Regions from separate parts of the Mus musculus genome. Here regions 1, 2, 3 and 5 are each linked to region 4. Evidence: chromatin contacts called from public promoter capture Hi-C data. All regions are on one chromosome and are shown on one strand. Each heading gives the region's core, a stretch centred on a gene start, on an enhancer-like site or on the middle of the called end of the contact. The rest is flanking DNA. Distances are from core to core; before and after follow the strand shown. Region 1 holds the start of Zscan29 (zinc finger SCAN domains 29). Region 2 holds the start of Eif3j1 (eukaryotic translation initiation factor 3, subunit J1). Region 3 holds the start of Mfap1b (microfibrillar-associated protein 1B). Region 4 holds the start of Rmdn3 (regulator of microtubule dynamics 3). Region 5 holds the start of Pdia3 (protein disulfide isomerase associated 3).

What was found. Promoter capture Hi-C pulls out the DNA fragments that hold promoters and counts their contacts.
Region 1: a contact with region 4 is called in a promoter capture Hi-C map of liver, with 5 times the contacts expected there. The contact joins the promoter of Zscan29 here to the promoter of Rmdn3 in region 4. A contact is called at or near these places in 3 of 39 promoter capture datasets (liver and pre-B cells).
Region 2: a promoter capture Hi-C map of liver shows a contact between it and region 4, with 6 times the contacts expected there. The contact joins the promoter of Eif3j1 here to the promoter of Rmdn3 in region 4. A contact is called at or near these places in 2 of 39 promoter capture datasets (both in liver).
Region 3: a promoter capture Hi-C map of liver shows a contact between it and region 4, with 6 times the contacts expected there. The contact joins the promoter of Mfap1b here to the promoter of Rmdn3 in region 4.
Region 5: a promoter capture Hi-C map of liver shows a contact between it and region 4, with 2.8 times the contacts expected there. The contact joins the promoter of Pdia3 here to the promoter of Rmdn3 in region 4.

Annotation. Positions count from the first base shown.
Region 1 is chr2:121,169,524-121,172,921 of GRCm38.p6, forward strand. It overlaps Zscan29 (zinc finger SCAN domains 29), which reads right to left and starts at 1,602. Exons shown (of 5, transcript NM_001290819.1): 1 at 287-1,602. The coding sequence starts at 601. Tubgcp4 (tubulin, gamma complex associated protein 4) reads left to right here and starts at 1,645. Exons shown (of 18, transcript NM_153387.3): 1 at 1,645-1,948. The coding sequence starts at 1,871.
Region 2 is chr2:122,026,781-122,030,035 of GRCm38.p6, forward strand. Eif3j1 (eukaryotic translation initiation factor 3, subunit J1) reads left to right here and starts at 1,800. Exons shown (of 8, transcript NM_144545.4): 1 at 1,800-1,944; 2 at 2,028-2,131. The coding sequence starts at 1,893.
Region 3 is chr2:121,472,281-121,475,909 of GRCm38.p6, forward strand. Mfap1b (microfibrillar-associated protein 1B) reads right to left here and starts at 1,743. Exons shown (of 7, transcript NM_001081975.3): 1 at 1,554-1,743. The coding sequence starts at 1,632. It also overlaps the pseudogene Gm14018.
Region 4 is chr2:119,155,035-119,158,675 of GRCm38.p6, forward strand. Rmdn3 (regulator of microtubule dynamics 3) reads right to left here and starts at 2,000. Exons shown (of 13, transcript NM_001033136.3): 1 at 1,873-2,000; 2 at 1,324-1,517. The coding sequence starts at 1,510.
Region 5 is chr2:121,412,147-121,415,519 of GRCm38.p6, forward strand. It overlaps Pdia3 (protein disulfide isomerase associated 3), which reads left to right and starts at 1,756. Exons shown (of 13, transcript NM_007952.2): 1 at 1,756-2,059. The coding sequence starts at 1,893. It overlaps Catsper2 (cation channel, sperm associated 2), which reads right to left and starts at 1,646. Exons shown (of 13, transcript NM_153075.3): 1 at 1,270-1,646; 2 at 4-144. The coding sequence starts at 142.

The DNA.
Region 1 (3,398 bases), core at 352-2,851, 2.0 Mb after region 4:
GTTATCATCAGCTTAGAGTGGTTGAAACTGCAGAAAGATCAAACAGAAACCCAAATAGCAGCTGGAAAAGAAACTTCCCCCATTTTTTCTCTTAAGAAACTGAAGTGAAAGACTTACTGTAACAGAGTAGGCATCTCCAAGCAAGCCCTACCTGAAAAAGTAACCCTTCCAGATCAGAAGTATCAAAATCACCAAACCTCTTTACATCCGACTGATCTTAAACTGCCCCTCCATCCTTGTCTCTCCCCAGCCACACACTTCTGACTGTATTCCCCCTCCTCCTCACCGAATGTCCAGGTCTTCCAGACTCTCTTTCTAAATCTTCCACCAGTGTCACCGCCTCCTCTCCATTTTCTGGACATTGCTTCTGTACCCAGTTCTGGATCTCCACAGGTAGCACAGTCAGGAATTGCTCTAGCACCAACAATTCTACAATCTGCTCCTTGGTCCGCACCTCCGGCCTTAGCCACCGACAGCAAAGTTCCCATAGTTGGCTGAAAGCCTCCCGGGGCCCAGCCACCTCCTGGTAATGGAATCTTCTGAAGCGCTGTCGTAAGCTTTCAGAGCTTGTGCCATTTCCTCTCCGAGTGGGTTTGGCCATCTTTCACAGCAGAAAGCCGTTTCTCTCCTCACTGTCTGGGTTCTAGGACTTATTACACTATCTTTGCATGCCCTTGGAGAAACACCTGCAGATGAGTCTCTCTGTAAAAAGGAGTTTTATCCTAGAGTAGAGAGAAATGGCGCTATCTGAGGAGAGTATCTTTACATGTTTAAAACCTTGTCAGAGCCGGCCTGACTTTCAATATGCTCGAAGTGGCCTTCTGAGGCAGTACCTTTTCAGGACAGCAAATCAATAGGCAAGGTGAAAATGACCTTTTAAAAACTGCATTTCTAGGTGACGTTTAGAGTATCCCCAGGAAGTTGCAGAGAAAAGAAAAATCTGTCCGCTTCGCTCCCACCTCAGGTAAATCATTAGCGCCCCAGATCAAATCGGTCAAAACGTTTGGCGAACGACAACAAAAAGCCTCTGTCCAGCGAGCGCCGGCTATTCTCCCCTAGAACCACCGCCGTCCTTCCAGAAGCTCCTGGTGTCTGCCCCGCCCCTTGAACACCAAACTACAAATTTCCACCCCGAACCAAAGTCAAGTGCCGAACACTGGGTCTCTTGCTCGCGCCTCCCGAACGAAGTAAGAACTCGGCAAGAGTTCCGGGGCGACAGATGGGGAAGGTCGCGCACCGGGGGAGCCGACTTGGGCTTCTAAATTGAGGTGGACTAGGGGAGAGTTACAGGAGTTGGTGAAGCGAGGAAGCTCGAGGGGCGGCAGTGGTGGGTCTCCTGAGAACGAGGCCGATGCGGGCCGGTGCTGCGAGTCCGTGGGCTTCGAGCACAGCTCCACAGCGGCGGCTGCCAAGTTCCAGCTTTGTTTTCTTCCCTCCGGCCGGGTCACTCTGGGAGACGTCGGCAGTCGGTCAAAATGCCACAGACCCTGCCAAGGCGTCCTGAGGACTCCCGCCGGCCCACCCCAGGCCGCGTCTCTCTCAACCAGCTTCTCAACTCACTCTCATCCCTTCCCCTCCTGGGCTAGCCTCAGTCCCGCTCTCAAGCCGGAAGTCCGAGCGGGCTTCTCCTGGAGCCCAGGACGCATGCGCGACGGCACCGGCGCCTCCTCGCGGCTCCGCGGCGGGAGCGAGGCGGTGGGCGCCTGGGCCGCGCGCACTTCCGGGATGCGGCGCGCGGCTCTGTGGCATCTCCTCTCCCGGTGGACTGCGGGGATTCAGGGCAAGAGATTCCGCTGGGTGTGAGGGGTCGCCCGGAGAGGCGCTGAAAAGAGGAGGTGGTAGATCTAGGGACTCCCGAGCCGCCCTAGAAATGATTCACGAACTGCTCTTGGCCCTGAGTGGGTACCCAGGGTCCATTTTCACCTGGAACAAGCGGAGTGGCCTGCAGGTATGCAGGGGGTCAGAGACGAGTCGCTTGCCGCGCGGCGGGTGCAGCTGAGCCGCAGCGAAGGGGCGGGACCCGGGGAACTCCAACCGACCGGCGCCCGCGAGCGGGGAGAAACCGAGGGCCAACCCTACGGAGCTCCGGCTATGGGGGCCCTGCGGTCCCGCGACTCCTGCTAGAGAACCACTAGGAGTGGATAGAACCACACTTCTTTTCACTGCATATGAATTTGTTGTTAAACTGAATCCCTAAATGTGTAGCTGGAATTAGATGATAGTTATTTGAGGGAAAAGGGGGAGGGATAGGGAACTCTTGCATTGATTCAAATTGAATTTTGAAAGTAGTGGAAATGTATACAAAGCGCTCAAGACACAATACTCAGTAAATTGTGTTGGATGAAAAAAATGAATTTGTAAACATATGGTGTTTCCCTCCTTTCTTCGAAAATTTCTGTACCAGGTGAAGAACTTGAGAGGGGGTTTTTCCTGTAATTAGAAGAGTATAACAGGAATGTACCCGTTAGTTGTTTTCTCTTCCTCTCCCCCTCTGTTCCTTTATCTCCCCCAACCCCCGTGAGAAGCCCAGATATAGCGTGATACTCAATATTTTGCCGAAACTAAATTGGCAACACTGAGTTTAATAGCCAGGCGTAGTGTTTGTGCCTGTAATCCCAGCCTTTGGGAAGTTGAAGCAGGATTATTGGTGTGATTCAAGTCCAGCCTGGGCTTCACTGTGGAACCTTCTCTCAAAAAAGAAAGCAAGAAAAGAAGGGAACAGAGGGCAGAGAAAGGCAAAGAAAAGAATGACAACTACAAATGTGTCTAAGTGTGTTGTGTAAAATGGTATCAGTGACTTCAAGGTGGAGTTGACTTTTTCACAGTAATTAAGCCTAAACTAGAATTTTTTTTTTTAAAACTAGAGTATGTGTCTATGTTGTATGAGTGTGGGCATATATGTCACAGAGTGTATGAAGAGGTCAACTTTATGGAGTCACTTCTCTCTTCCCACATTTGTGTAGGTTTCAGGGATTTAACTCAGGTCTTCAGGTTTGTGTAGCAAATGCCTGACTCTCTGAGCCATTTCACTGATCTTAAACCTAGAACTTTTCTAAAACTCTGTCAACAAGAAGTGTTCAAATTTGATAACTGTACCCAAGGAGCTAAAGGGATCTGCAACCCTATAGGTAGAACAACATTATGAACTAACCAGTACCCCGGAGCTCTTGACTCTTAGCTTCATATGTATCAAAAGATGGCCTAATCGGCCATCACTGGAAAGAGAGGCCCATTGGACTTGCAAATTTTATATGCCCCAGTACAGGGGAATGCCAGGGCCAAAAAGTGGGAGTGGGGGGGTAGGGGGGTTGGGGGGGTATGGGGGGCTTTTGGGATAGCATTGGAAATGTAAATGAGGAAAATACCTAATAAAAATATTTTTAAAAAGTCACAAAAAA
Region 2 (3,255 bases), core at 550-3,049, 2.9 Mb after region 4:
TTCCTTCCTAGGGTCTTGTCTTAATTTGGATTCACGACTGGATCAACATGTATTACAATGCTTTACTCAATTTATTGATTTAAACATTAGTCACATCTAACATTCACAGCGATTAGACTGGTATTTGACTAAAAGCTAGGGGACATAGGTACCACAGTCTAGTCAAGCTGATAAATAGAATTAGCCATTCTGTTGCCTTTGACCTTAAAATAGTTTTCAGACTGGTTCCTTCCTCTCCATTGTCACTGGCTTAATTTGGGCTTGAGTTATCCTTGCAGAATTAATTCATTCGAGTTGGAAATCGCATAGCTCAGTGGTAATGCAAGGAAGGCAGAGGCTCTTGGTTTTATCCTATACTTATGTACTAGGTACTTTGTAAAATCATAAATGGATTTTTTTTTTTTTTTTTTTTGGTTTTTTGAGACAGGACTTCTCTGTGTAGCCCTGGCTGTCCTGGCACTCTGTAGACCAGGCTGGCCACCACGTGTGCCACCACGCTGGGCGGATGCTTTCTTTTATAGAGCGTCATCTCTCATTTTAATAATGCTGTCGAACAGCTGAGCGTGGTGGCGCACGCCTTTAATCCCAGCTCTCGGGAGGCAGAGGCAGGCTGATTTCTGAGTTTGAGGCCAGCTTGGTCTACTGAGTGAGTTCCAGGACAGCCAGGGCTACACAGAGAAATCCTGTCTCGAAAACAAACAAACAAACAAACAAACACAAAAAAATTGCGGTAGAACATTTCTTGAAAGACCACCTTATAAAATGTTTACTTGTAGACGAAAAATACACAAGAAACGGAAAGTACTAAGAATGGCTGATGTGTGTCTGTTTTTTTTAAAGACTTAAAACCTAAGCTCATGCCTTTAATCCCAGCACCTGGGAGCCAGCCTGGTTCACAGAGCGAGTTCCAGGACAGCCCAGGCTACAGAGAGAAACTTGTCTTAAAAACAAAGCAAAACAAAACAAAAAACTTTAAAAACAATGAATATATTGGAAAATCAGACAATATCTAAACTAGCTCCTTCCTTCTTAATGTCCTTACTGGGAAGCCCTGTGCCAAGGGGGAGAGAATTTTGCTCCTTTTAGGTTCTTTTTATCAGTTTACCTGTTAGAATGCACTCAGATGAGCACCACAAGCCTTCTCTCTACCAGAAATGCACCGGAGCACAAGTCACTTGGTTTCTCAAACTCCAGCTTCACCAGTGCCTACCGCGGGCAGAAAACTGAAACTTCCGTCGTCGTTAATGCTACCTTTTTAACATCTAACCTCATAATGCTTCTTTTTGTTGCAGCCACTGCACTGTGTCGAAATCTGTTTACATAACTATTTTGCTACTGTGTTGAGGACAAACTAGAATAAGCCTGGGACGGACCACGGAACTCCGAAATGTTTTCGCCAAAACAATCACCGTGCAGGACTTCGGGTGATCACCGGAAGGGAGAACCAGGGAGACTTGGAGTATACTTCCATCTCCGTGCCCGAATGCTAGGAGGCCACGGGATATCTGCCCTGTCCACTTCCTCCTCGCTGCTCGCCTGCTGCCGGCTCACGATCAGCCAGCACTAGAAGACCCACTCGCTAGCCGAGCACCGCCCGACTCACGCGTGCGCACTTCCTTTCTCTTCTCGCGGGGGGTGGGGGATGAGGGGGTGAGGGGTGTGGCTTGGGGGGACCAGGCTGGTCCGCGTCTCCCAGCCCAGCGTCGCCCCACCCCGCCCGCCCCGCCCCTGCCGCGCGCGTCGCCCGTGGGGCGGAGCCTCTGCCGGGCGCCCAGTCAGCCACTGTCCCAGCCTGCCCTGCGCGGGCCAACGAGAGCCAGCCCAGTGACTCACCTCTGCCGCGCTAACTCTTCGCAGCTCTTCCCATCGCACACGCTCACCCCCGGTTCGAGATGGCGGCGGCGGCGGCGGCGGCAGCGGCGGCGGGGGACTCAGACTCTTGGGGTGAGCAGAAGTTCCGGCCCAAATGCGGGCTGTGGCGGCCCCGCTCCCACGCGGGTACTAACGCGACTCGCTCTCTTCCGTAGACGCGGACACGTTCTCTATGGAGGACCCGGTGCGGAAGGTCGCGGGCGGCGGCACGGCCGGCGGGGACCGCTGGGAAGGCGAGGACGAGGACGAGGACGTGAAGGTAGGTTCGGGCCCGGGAGCCAGGCTACGCCCGTGGGCGCCGGCTGCGGGCGGGGAGATCGGGCCCCCGGGGCGCCGCCCGGGCCTGCGGGCCGTGGGTCCCGCGTGAGCTTCGGCCCGGAGGTTCCCTCGGCTGGACGGCCATGTGGGCAGCAAGGCGGCAGCTTGTCCGGCCGGACTCTGCGGAGGGTGGTGACCGCCTGGGCCCCAGCCCTTCACCGAGGGTCGGCTCTCTGGCCTGGAACCTAACTGGAGACGAGAAGTGACAGCAGCAGTCCGGTCGGCCCACGTGCTATCTTCGCAGTCCAGAACCTCTCACCGAAACTAGGCGAACAGATCGGGAACTCGGTTTCAGTGTTTGTCCCATATGGAAAGTCGTGGATCCGCTTTTCCTAGTTCGGCTCTCCCATGTGTCAGTAACTTAGGTATGATTGTGAAGGCCGGTAGCTCGTTTGAGCGATTAGATGGAGAAAATACATTGAATTTTCTAAACTAGAATTGGAGTAGTAAAACAACTTTTAGCTCTCCCTTCCCCCACCCTGTGGTAAGAAGGATGAACTGAGAGCACTGAGATAACCATCGGGTTAGTGGACAGAACTGTGAACTCTGAAAAACAGAGCTAACAGTTATTCATCTACACAGGGACAGACAGGCTTAGAAAAAAACCCCAAAGAGTTGGTGGTTGTGGTAGACCAGGGGCCAGTGGTTTGTTTGTTTTTTTTTTTTTTTGTATTGTAAATTCGAGTCCTATTCACCTTTATTGTTCTTAAAAACTCTCACGGGCTCATCTTACAGCTTTAGATATACTGTTTGGATTTTTCATTTTTACTCTGAACTTTGCTGAAGTGTATGTCTACTTTACCAGACAGCCTGAATTTGAGGAATGAAGTGATCTTTGTGTACATTGAAGTTAATAATGAAGTTAATAATAGTGCTGTTGACTGGCTACTTACGTGCTTTCTTTATCTATTGTATGTATACACTTGGGCATGGTTTGTTACCGACCTTATATTATCCTATCACGGCAGATTTTCAGTTTTGACTTTTCACTTTTCCTAGGAAGTAGAAGTTAGGACATCTTATAAAGTTAAAGAAGTTAAAGTTGGGCTGGAGAGATGGCTCAGC
Region 3 (3,629 bases), core at 493-2,992, 2.3 Mb after region 4:
CATGGATGACTGGGCCACATAGTCCTCTATAAGAGCAACAATTGCCCTTAACCACAGACCCATCTGCCAGTCCAAATACCTTTCTTTCTTTCTTCTTCTTTTTTTTTTTTTTTTTTTTTTTTTTTAGTTTTTTATGTTCATTTTTCAGAGGCAGGGTCTCTTTATGCAGACCTGGCTGGCAAGGACCAAGCTGGTTTGAAACTCACAGAGCTGTCTGCCTCTGCCTACTGACTGCTTAAATGCATATGCCCACACTTATGTGTTTTCTACAACTTTCTTTTTTTTTTTTCTCTTTGTTTTGTACAACTTTCTTGAGACAGGTTCTTTCACTGAACCTGTTGCTTGCTGTTTCAGCTATTATTAGCCCAGCCATCAAGCCTAAAGTTCCTAACTCGTCTCTTCTCCCCACAAGGTGTCTATGTGGATGCTCGGGGTCTGACCTCAGGCACAGTAAGGGCAGCTCTCTTCCTAGCTTCTCTCTCTGCGGTGCTGTGGCAGCCTTTACGACCTAACTTAACGTTCTGACTAGCCAGCTTCTACCTTTTCCTCCAGCTCTTGTGCTGAATCGGGAGATCTCTTCTATAACACAAACAGGGTGGAGCTCAAGAGGTGGCTCAGCAGCTAAGAGGCTCTGCTGCTCATACAGAGGTCCTGGATCAATTTTCCAGCATCTGCATGGCAGTCTGTTACAGTCTGATACTCCAGGCCCTCCTCTGGCCTCTGTGGGTACTGCACCCACATGGTGCATATCCATGCATGGAAGCAAAGCATTCATACACTTAAAAATAAACAAACAAAACAATTACAGTGAAAAGAAACACACAACATAGGCCTCTAGCTCACTTTCTTCTTTTTTTTTTTAAAGATTTTATTTATTTATTATATGTAAGTACACTGTAGCCGTCTTCAGACACTCCAGAAGAGGGCATTAGATTTCGTTATGGATGGTTGTGAGCCACCATGTGGTTGCTGGAATTTGAACTCAGGACCTTGGGAAGAGCAGTCGGTGCTCTTAACCACTGAGCCATCTCGCCAGCCCCACTTTCTTCTTATATTTTGATTTTTGTTACTGTTCTGCCTGTGAGCCTGGCCTTTAACGGTTGAGCCATCTATGCAGCATTATTATTATCATCATTTGTAAGGATGCTATGTGTGGATATGTGCACAAGCGTAGGTACTGGCAGAAGCCAGAGGTGTCAGATCTCCCTAGACTTGGGGTCCCAGGTTGTTGTTGAGTCACCTGAAGTGACTGCTGGCAATTGAACTTGCGCCCTGTGGTACAGCAGTACGTCCTCTCAACCGCTGATCTGCCTCTCCAGCCTCCTTTACTTCATATTTCGAGAGAGATCTCCTCACTAAATCGATCAGGTAGATGCAAGTGGATCCCGCTATCCCCTTTCTCTACGCCACCTGTGACTTTAGGCGGGACGCAGGAAGAAACTGCAGCTAGGTTTTAAGGGCCAGCCGAGCTGGCATGGTCGGCGTAAGGCAGGTTTGAGAGATACTCAGGATGAAAGAGTTCAGAGCCAACCGGAGGGGAGGGGAGCCCGTACCTTTCTCGTTTCGAACTGGGACGGCCCCAGCCGTAGACTGGATGGGCGGCTGCTTCATGAGTGCGCTTGGGACCGACATGGTGACGGCTGCCGCGGAGACTCTCCAAAACGGACTCAATCCCAACAACGAAGAGCAAGGAGCAGAACGCCGCGTCCCACAGGCTGTGCTGGACACAGCTGCGCAACTGACAGAAACAACTTCCGGCAGAGGTAGAGGAACCGGAAGTACATAACAGAGGATTGTGGGTAATTGGAGGGCGGCTGAGCGCTGATCGCTTAAAGGGCTAGCTTGAAATTTGTGCGCTTTCCTAAGGCAATTTTCTCGTCTTCAACCGCTCAAGAACTGGAAGGTCCTCCTGTCTGACAGTTGTTTCTTTTGGTTTTGGTAAGGTCCAGGAAGGTTCGGATTAAAGATTTTATTTATTACATTTTAGGAGAGACTGTTGGTGCATACTGTTTAAAGCTAGAAGTGTGGCCGAAAATGATGGTGCACCCCTTTAATCCCAGTAAGAAGCAGAGGCAGGCGGATTTCTGAGTTCGAGGACAGCCTGGTTTACAGAGTGAGTTTCAGGACAGCCAGGGCTACGCAGAGAAACCCTGTTTTGAAAAAACAAAAAAGAAAAAACAAATAAAAAATAAAAAGCTAGAAGTGTAAAGTGTTTCATCCGGATACGTGGGTCACGTCTGTAATCCCAGCATTTGGGAAGGTGAAAGAGGATTGCCGTGTTTTGTAGGCCAGCTTAGGCAACAAGAGAAGACTCTTCAAAAGAAAAAAAAAAAAAAAAAAAGGAGAATCCCTTAGGGGCCAATTGTTGATTTGGACACACATGCCCTTATTCTAGCACTGGAAAGACCGTGGCAGGTGGATTTCTGTAATTGAGGCTAGTCGGTCTACACAGTAAAAATTCTGGGAGGGAGTACAATATTATATAGGACTTTGAAGGTTCTGTTAATATAATTATCAAATTTTTTCACCTGTGTCCTTGCTTGGTGAAGACAGGAAATTGACAAACTTTAGTGAGGATTTTCAATGAGTCAAACAAGGACGAAGCTTACAAGCAGAAAAGCTTTAGAAGGCCAGAGTAGACAAAAATATTTTTGTTGTTGTTGTTATTATTAAAAATGTTTATTGGATTATAACCACATTACCCTCCCATCTAAATTAAGGGGGGGAGCCCCAAAGATATACATAAAAATAAGAAGTTCAAGTTAGAACCCCTCAGAGTTTGTAAACAACTATGCACTAAATGTTAACCTGAGAGAAACAGAAGTGTCTACCTTTAGCAAATTCTGCCGAGTGTGATGGCTCACACCTTTAATCCCAGCACCGGGGAGGCAGAGACAGGCAGATTTCTGAGTTCGAGGCCAGCCTGGTCTACAAAGTGAGAAACCCTTTACAGAGAAACCCTGTCTCGAAAAAACAAAACAAACAAACAAACAAAAACAAAACAAAACAAAAAACCCCAAATTCTTATTATTGGGGTGGGTGAGCCATGCCATATATGATGATCAGAGGACAATAGTGAGAAATGGCCCTTATGGAGGCTCTGGGAGTAAGATAAAGATGCTAGGCTTGGGTGGCAAGCATCCTAACCTGTGCATCATCTCCCTTGTGTTTGAGACAGCGTCTGTTGGACCTGGGCTCTGTGTTCAGGGTAGTCAGTTTGGCCATGGAGCTGCAGAACTCCACTTGTCTTGCATCACCTGTGCTTGAATTCTAATGCCAGCCTTTTAATTTGGGTGCTGGGAATCAAACACAGGTCCTAATGCCAACACCTGTGTTATTTCTTTCAAGTTCTGCCTATTGACGTTTATGCTTATTTGTCTTCTATTCCCTTTTTTTGTTTTGTTTTGTTTTGTTTTTAAGATTTATTTATTTTATGTATGTGAGTACACTGTTGCTTTCTTCAGATATACTGGAAGACGGCATTGGATCCTGTTACAGATGGCTGTGAGCCACCATGGGATTGCTGGAATTGAACTCAAGACCTCTGGAAGAGCAGTCAGATCTTAACCACTGAGCCATCTCTGCAGTCCCTTGTCTTCCATTCCTTATCGCATTTATGAACATACAGA
Region 4 (3,641 bases), core at 750-3,249:
AAGGAAAAAAAAAGTCTCTGGCCTTATAGTGCTAAATACCAGGTAGTCAACACCAACTACCCAGTAAAACAAAAACTGGGTTTGTTCAAATCCTGATCTCTGAGTGAATAGTAACTGCCTCTCTTGAGGCCATAATTAATCTCATCAGAGCAGAGCAAAAAGAAAATGAACAGTCACCAAGAAAAGGTCCATGGAAAAAAACTGGCCAAGCTCCGTAAGAAAATAGTTACCAAGCTGAATCCTCTCACCCTGAACTGAGCGTGAATGAATTAGGAACTTGGTAGACATTTAAAGCAACTGGACTAGAATATACAATATGGAAGACGGCAGGCCCCATGGAGCAGACATGCATACATCCCTCGTTAGAGGAAATCTAGGCCAGCAGTGCCAGGGTACACCAAGGAAGATAACTAGAATGCGTAGGCTTTCTCCCATCCTCATGGGAGGCCAGACAACTGCTAAAACATAACAAATGAGCAAAGTACAAGTGAGGAGAAAGCCAGGTCACTGGCCCTGCCACGTTACCACTATGTTATCAGACGCTGACAGCTGCAACCTAGGGTGATAAGTGCGCAGACACTCTTGCAGAACTCACATTCCCAGTTAGCACTGAATCAGAAGATATATGAGTGCAGTGGTCACAGAAAACATTTCCAATCAGCACGGAACGAGGGGGGCTACACGAGCCTCTGTCACCCAAATAAGGGGAGCGATTCAAAGCCCCAGCTGCTCTGCTTAAATGACTTAACCTGAAGACTTTTTACAAAACGAAATCCATTTCATCTGTCACTGCTGGCTTTCAACCATTTGGCTTGAGTTGCATGAATGTGCTCTCAGCCTGTGCTGTGGAAAGTCCACTGGACCAGACGACTGGGTCCAGCTTTACCTCTTACTCTGTAACAACCTCGAGAAAGTTACACAATCCCTATGAATCTTTCTTCATAAAAGGGATTTTTCAAACTTGGATTACTCTCCAAACACGACTTCATATCTGGATACATATATTCACGCCACCAGAACTTTTAATTCCAATGAGATTATTTCTTTTTCCTTCTTTCAGACTCTTCCTCTGTCAAACACACCCCTCACCCAGCACTTCTCAAATGCCCTCCGTACACATTCATGGGCGCGACCAGAACTAAAAGTGAAAGCTACAGTCCTGCACCAAGCTTTCCTGGAATCGGAGGAAAGGGCACAGCTTTCCTTTTTGGTGAGTTTTTCCTAAAACTGTGAAACTCAGCCTTTCCACTGCCCCGCCATCCTGCTCTGCGAAAGACAGCCCGAGCCCCAGTGCCATCAGTAAGTTATGACCTGTGCTCTTACCCTGGCGTCCACGCTCTGAAGCCTGCGCATAGTCCAGGGAGTTGGGCAGACTGTGACTCCGGCCATGGCGCTGGGTCCGTTTCCATCGCTGGCTGTAAAGGACGCACAGGAATCCAAGGCCGGCGGCAGTACCAAGTAACAGTCCCAACCCGGCGCGGGAGCCGCCCAGGGCCCCCAGTCTAGACATAGTGTACCTGCAGCCCGCGTAAGAAACAGGAGCGAACCGAGAGAGAGTCATGAGGCCGGCCCTCCACCCCCGAGGCAGAACCCGTTAGCCACGGCCTCACCCAGGTCCGGCCGGACGGTGCCGCAGCCCCCGGCTCACCCAGGTCCAGCCCGCGGGTGCCGCAGCCCCCGGCGCAGACGGACGCCCTGCCAAGAGGCAGCAGCGCCGGTCCAACGCGCCCCTGCCCAGTGCAGTCCGGCTTCCGCGCCCCTGGCCTCCCAACACCCTGTACGTGACAACCTCGCAGCCGGCTGCACACTCTCGGCCTTCCGGCGCCCCCCGAAGCCACGCTGGGCCCGCAGGAGACCAACTCAGACCCTTACCCAGCCACCAGCCACCATGGCAGCAGCAGGCACCGCGCTTTCACTCTGTCAATGATTTTGACGTCCTTAATCCGCGCCACCTGCTCCGCGCACGGTGAGACGCGCGTGGAGATGACGCACGAGGCTCTGCCTCCCACCCGGGTTCTGTGGGCGGGGCTACATCGGCGAATGGACGCTGTGCGGTTACCGGGGCCGCGAAGGTGGGTTGGGCTGTCTAGTGTCCGAGCCTCTGGGTGGACTTTACCCGGTGCTACGGCCAGAATGTGCTCCGCAAATCTCACGCTGCTTATACCTGGAAGATGCCACCACCCCCACCTCTTCTTAACACTGGCTTTATTTTCAGCTGAGTCGTTTACCGATTTTTCCAGTCAAACCCCAAACAACAGCGCCACTGCTAGATGAAATTGGAGTAAGTTGTTGGTTATCGATAAGATGTCCCTACATCGCTGGGACTCCTACAAGTTTTCAAAAATCCTCTTCAAGCCAGGGCCCCTGGACCAGGAGGATCATTGCGAGTTCGAATCTAATCAGGACTGTATAGTCTACAGAGCAAGCTTCAGGACAGCCAGGGCTCCACAGAGAAACTGGGTCTGATACATACCATTTCTGCTATCTTTGCTTTGTATGTTGCTGCTTTATTAAGTCAGGGGATCACTATATAGCCCAGACTGGCAAGTGCTGTGCCACTGAACCACATCATCAAACTTTTTTTTTTTTATTTTGAGGAGGGGGGACTTTTAAATTTTGAGACCAGACCTCAAGTTGCTGAAGTTAGCTTTGAATTCGCTCTGTAGCACAGAGAGACCTCGATCTTGTGAGCCTTCTGAACCCCAACTCTGCCAAAAGCTGGGATATGGTCTTTGTCATAAAGCCAAGCTTTGGCGTCTCTGGCCTTCTGCTTTGGCCTTCCAAATTCAAGACTACAGATTTGTCTGCCTCCAAATGTATTCATATATAAATGAATATAATATAAAGTATCTCACCATTTTAAGATAGACACAGGTTTTAGAGGACTTAGATAATCCCACTGTCTCTTTTTTTTTCAAAGATTTATTTATTTATTTTATGTATATGAGTACACTCTAGATGTCTTCAGACAGCACCAGAAGAGGGGATCAAAATCCATCACAGATGGTTGTGGTGAGCCACCATGTGGTTGCTGGGTATTGAACTCAGGACATCTGGAAAAGCAGTCAGTGCTCTTAACCACTGAGCCATCTCTCCAGCCCTCCACTGTCTTTTTTGTTTCTTGGTTTGAGTTTTTGTTTTGGGTTGGTTGGTTTGTTTGTTGAGATGGGGTTTTTCTGTATGGTGCTGGCTGCTTTAGAACTAACTCTCTCTCTCTCTCTCTCTCTCTCTCTCTCTCTCTCTCTCTCTCTAAGATTTATTTATTTATTATATGTAAGTACACTGTAGCTGTCCTCAGCTACTCCAGAAGAGGGCATCAGATTTCATTATGGATGGTTGTGAGCCACCATGTGGTTGCTGGGATTTGAACTTGGGACCTTCGGAAGAGCAGGTGACGCTCTTAACCACTGAGCCATCTTGCCAGCCCCTAGAACTCTCTTTGTAGACCAGGAGGGTCTTGAACTCACAGCAATCCACCTGCCGCTGTCTTAAACATTTATTATTAAATGTTATTAAACATTTGTTTAATCCCAGCATTTGGGAGGCAGAGGCAGGCAGATTTCTGAGTTCAAGGCCAGCCTGGTCTACAGAGGGAATTCCAGGACAGCCAGGGCTATACAGAGAAACCCTGTCTCGATAAA
Region 5 (3,373 bases), core at 506-3,005, 2.3 Mb after region 4:
AACCAAGTATCTCCCGGAGAGTGTGCCTTGGTACGGCTTGGCTCAAGCCCTGCAAATGCTCTATGAGCGAGAAAGTGTCAATGAGCTTTGAACGGATAGCATCAGCTCTGAGCAGCTGGAAATGTCCTTGTTCTTGTGCCATGTCTGTTAAGAAAGTAGAACCAAGGATGTCATGCTTAAGAATTATACTACAATTAGCAGGCTCTCTCCTCCCCCAGCTTCTTTGCCTTTTAGAGATTCAAGAAGCCCACACAAAAAAAGCTATGAGCAGTTAAGAATAAACACATTGAAAGACTCAAAGGTATTTTGTTGTTGTTCGGTACGGATTTTGTTTTTCATCTAAGCAAAAGACATAAAAGTCATAAGAAGCTAGGCAGTGGTGGTGCACGCCTTTAATCCCAGCACTTGGGAGGCAGAGGCAGGCGGATTTCTGAGTTAGAGGCCAGGCTGGTCTATAAAGTGAGTTCCAGGACAGCCAGGGCTGCACAGAGAAACCCTGTCTCGAAAAGCCAAAAACAACAACAACAACAAAAAAAAAACAAAAACAAAAGTCATAAGAAATATCTTCACAGCTAACTAAATATTCGGGTTATTTTCACTTTCTGACAGCATTTGTAATTAAACACTTCTTTTTGAAAATTAGGCTTAAATGTTAGGCAGGTGGCCCATGGCTTGGATCCCAGCGCTCTGGAGATAGAGGCAGGCAAATCTCAGAGCTCAAAGACAGCCTAGTGAAGGACAGCCAGGGCTACACAGAGAAACTATCTTGAAAAACAAACAAAAATCAGTTTAAAAGGCAGGCAGTGTAGACAGATATTCCAGTCTCAAGAGGATGGTGGATCTCTGTTGAGTTCCACATTTGCCTGGTCTATATAGTGAGTTCCAGGGCAGCCAATCCTCCTTGCCTCAAAAAAAAAAAAAAAAAAAAAAAAAGGTGAAAGCTGAGCCTGTGCCTATTAGTACGTAGTGCACACTATCAGTCTCAGCCACTCGAGAGGCTGAGGCCAGAGGATGGAAAGTTCTAGACCTTCGCGGATTACAGTATGAAGTCAAGGCCAGCCTGGACACCTTGGTGTGAACATGACTCAAAAAGTCAAAAGAGGACTAGGGATGTAATCCAGTGTTGGATCACTTGCCCAGCAATGTGCAAGGTTCTGGGCTCAATCCTCAGCTACCCACCCTCTCAAACAAACCAACAAACAACAATGGGGGGGGGGGGAGCAGCAGGCAGGGAGGGCAGAGGCCTAAGGCTGGACAAAGAATACAGACCTCACGTGGACCTGACAAAGCAGGATACGAGGTAGGGCAGCGGCAGGATGTAGACTTACTACGCCCTATAATTGGACAAAGCAACAGCCTGACATTTGGAAAACGTGTCGCGGTGCGCTCAAGTGCGTGCGCGCCCCAATGCCCCGGAGGGAGGGAGCCGGACAGACAGCTCAAGCTCCCCTCCAGCCCTTTCGCGGGCCTCACTTCCGCCCACTCAGCCCTGACTTCACCCCTCCGCCTTCCGCGCCGGCGCCCAGAGCTTCACTCCTCCCCAGCGGGTGGCGCTCAGGGCCGCTCCGGCTTCGCTGAGCCCCCTACTTCCCACCGACCCCCCGTCCAGGCCTCCGCCACAGCCAGACCGGCGGGCGTTCGCCTAAGCGTCCGCCCCGCCTCGCCCCGCGCGCCCGCCAATCGGCAGTTACCAGCTGTTCCGCCCGCCCGACGCTGCGTGACGCAGCCAATCGGCGGCTGCCACACTGCGGGCCCCGAGCAGGCCTAGGGGGTTGGGACCTCGGCAGCGGGTCTGCCCGGGCCAGACGCGCGAGCGCAGGCAAGCGGCTGCAGATTGCGGGCTCTCCCATCTCATTTCTCCGGTCCCGGCCCTCCGACCGCGACCCGCCGCCATGCGCTTCAGCTGCCTAGCTCTGCTCCCGGGCGTGGCGCTGCTGCTCGCCTCGGCCCGTCTCGCCGCCGCCTCCGATGTGTTGGAACTGACGGACGAAAACTTCGAGAGTCGCGTCTCCGACACGGGCTCGGCGGGGCTCATGCTAGTCGAGTTCTTCGCCCCCTGGTGAGGCCACTTTGCGGGATCAGGGCCGGAGGACCGGCTGGGCGCGGGAGCGGTTGGGCCTACGCAGCGCGGGCGCCCTCCACTATCTAGCAGGCCTGGCTGCGGCTGCCTCATTGCCAGTCGGTGGGGAACCGGGAGGCGCTCCGCCCGGGGTGGGGGGTGGGGTGAGGACGAGGTAGGGTGGGGACGGGGGCAGATCCGGAAAGCAGAAAGCCTAAACTCCAGGGTAGGGCCACGTCCTTACCTCCGCGTTCTTGCAGCACTTCCTATGTGGAGGGTTCTCCCATCCCCTCCCCCTCCGGTCTATCTTTCAGTATCTAGGTGAGTCAGTGTATGTGTCCCCAGGTCTGCAGACAAGGCTGGCATCCCAAAGCCTTCAGAGAGGAGGCAGAGGTCCTCTTTTAAGTGGTGAGGTTCTGGGGTTTTTTTTTTTTCTCTTTTTGTCTCCACCCCATTAGAGCCATTGGTTTCTAACCAAGGTCACTCTGTAGCTGCAGAAAGATCCTAAGTGCTTTCTTGAGACAGGCCATTAGTTGGTTCATGGCATGGCTTACACTATTTTACATTAAGCTGCAGAGGCCTCTTATTAAAAGAGTAAACCAACAAGAATTATTTCACTAGGACCTATCATAATTTCAGTATTAAATAATTCTAGAAAATGATAACATTCTGGATAAGAAAGTTACCACTGCTTAACCTAAGAAAAGGGTAAGTTCTATCGAGTGGGTGTGACCCCAAATAAAAACTTTGCTTGGGAAGGGAGAGCAAATAGGATTTCTAGTTTTGTCACTTAGAGTAGTGGATAGGATAATTTACCAATTATTTATTACAAGGGCATACAGTTTAGAGGATGTCAATATTTTTTCCCTCCTAGCACAATGACCCTTAATTCAAACCTGTTCAAAAGTATCAGTAAGACAGAGTGTGATAGTTACACTGTAACTTACCTTTGCTTCTGACCCAGTGGGATTGTTAACATCTCTAGCTTCTCTGACTTAGATGGTCACACTCAAAAGTCCTGTAGTGAAGACTGCCTAAAGAGGCAGGAAGCAAATTGTGTTTCAGTTCAGGCTTCTGTGGTTGACAGTCACATTGATTACACATTATAGATAGCATCTATATGTCTCTAGAATTCGTGTTCTCTCCGAATTTATCATAGTTACATAATGGTGCTGTTAACTGAGGGGGTGTCGCTTGGGTCTGGCTTCTTTGTCTGAAGGAGGTCATACAATTGAAGAATTGTGGGCTCTTACACAATTAGAGTTTTTAGTCAAGGCTTTGGAATATGGTTCAGTGCTTGCCTAGCATGTCCAA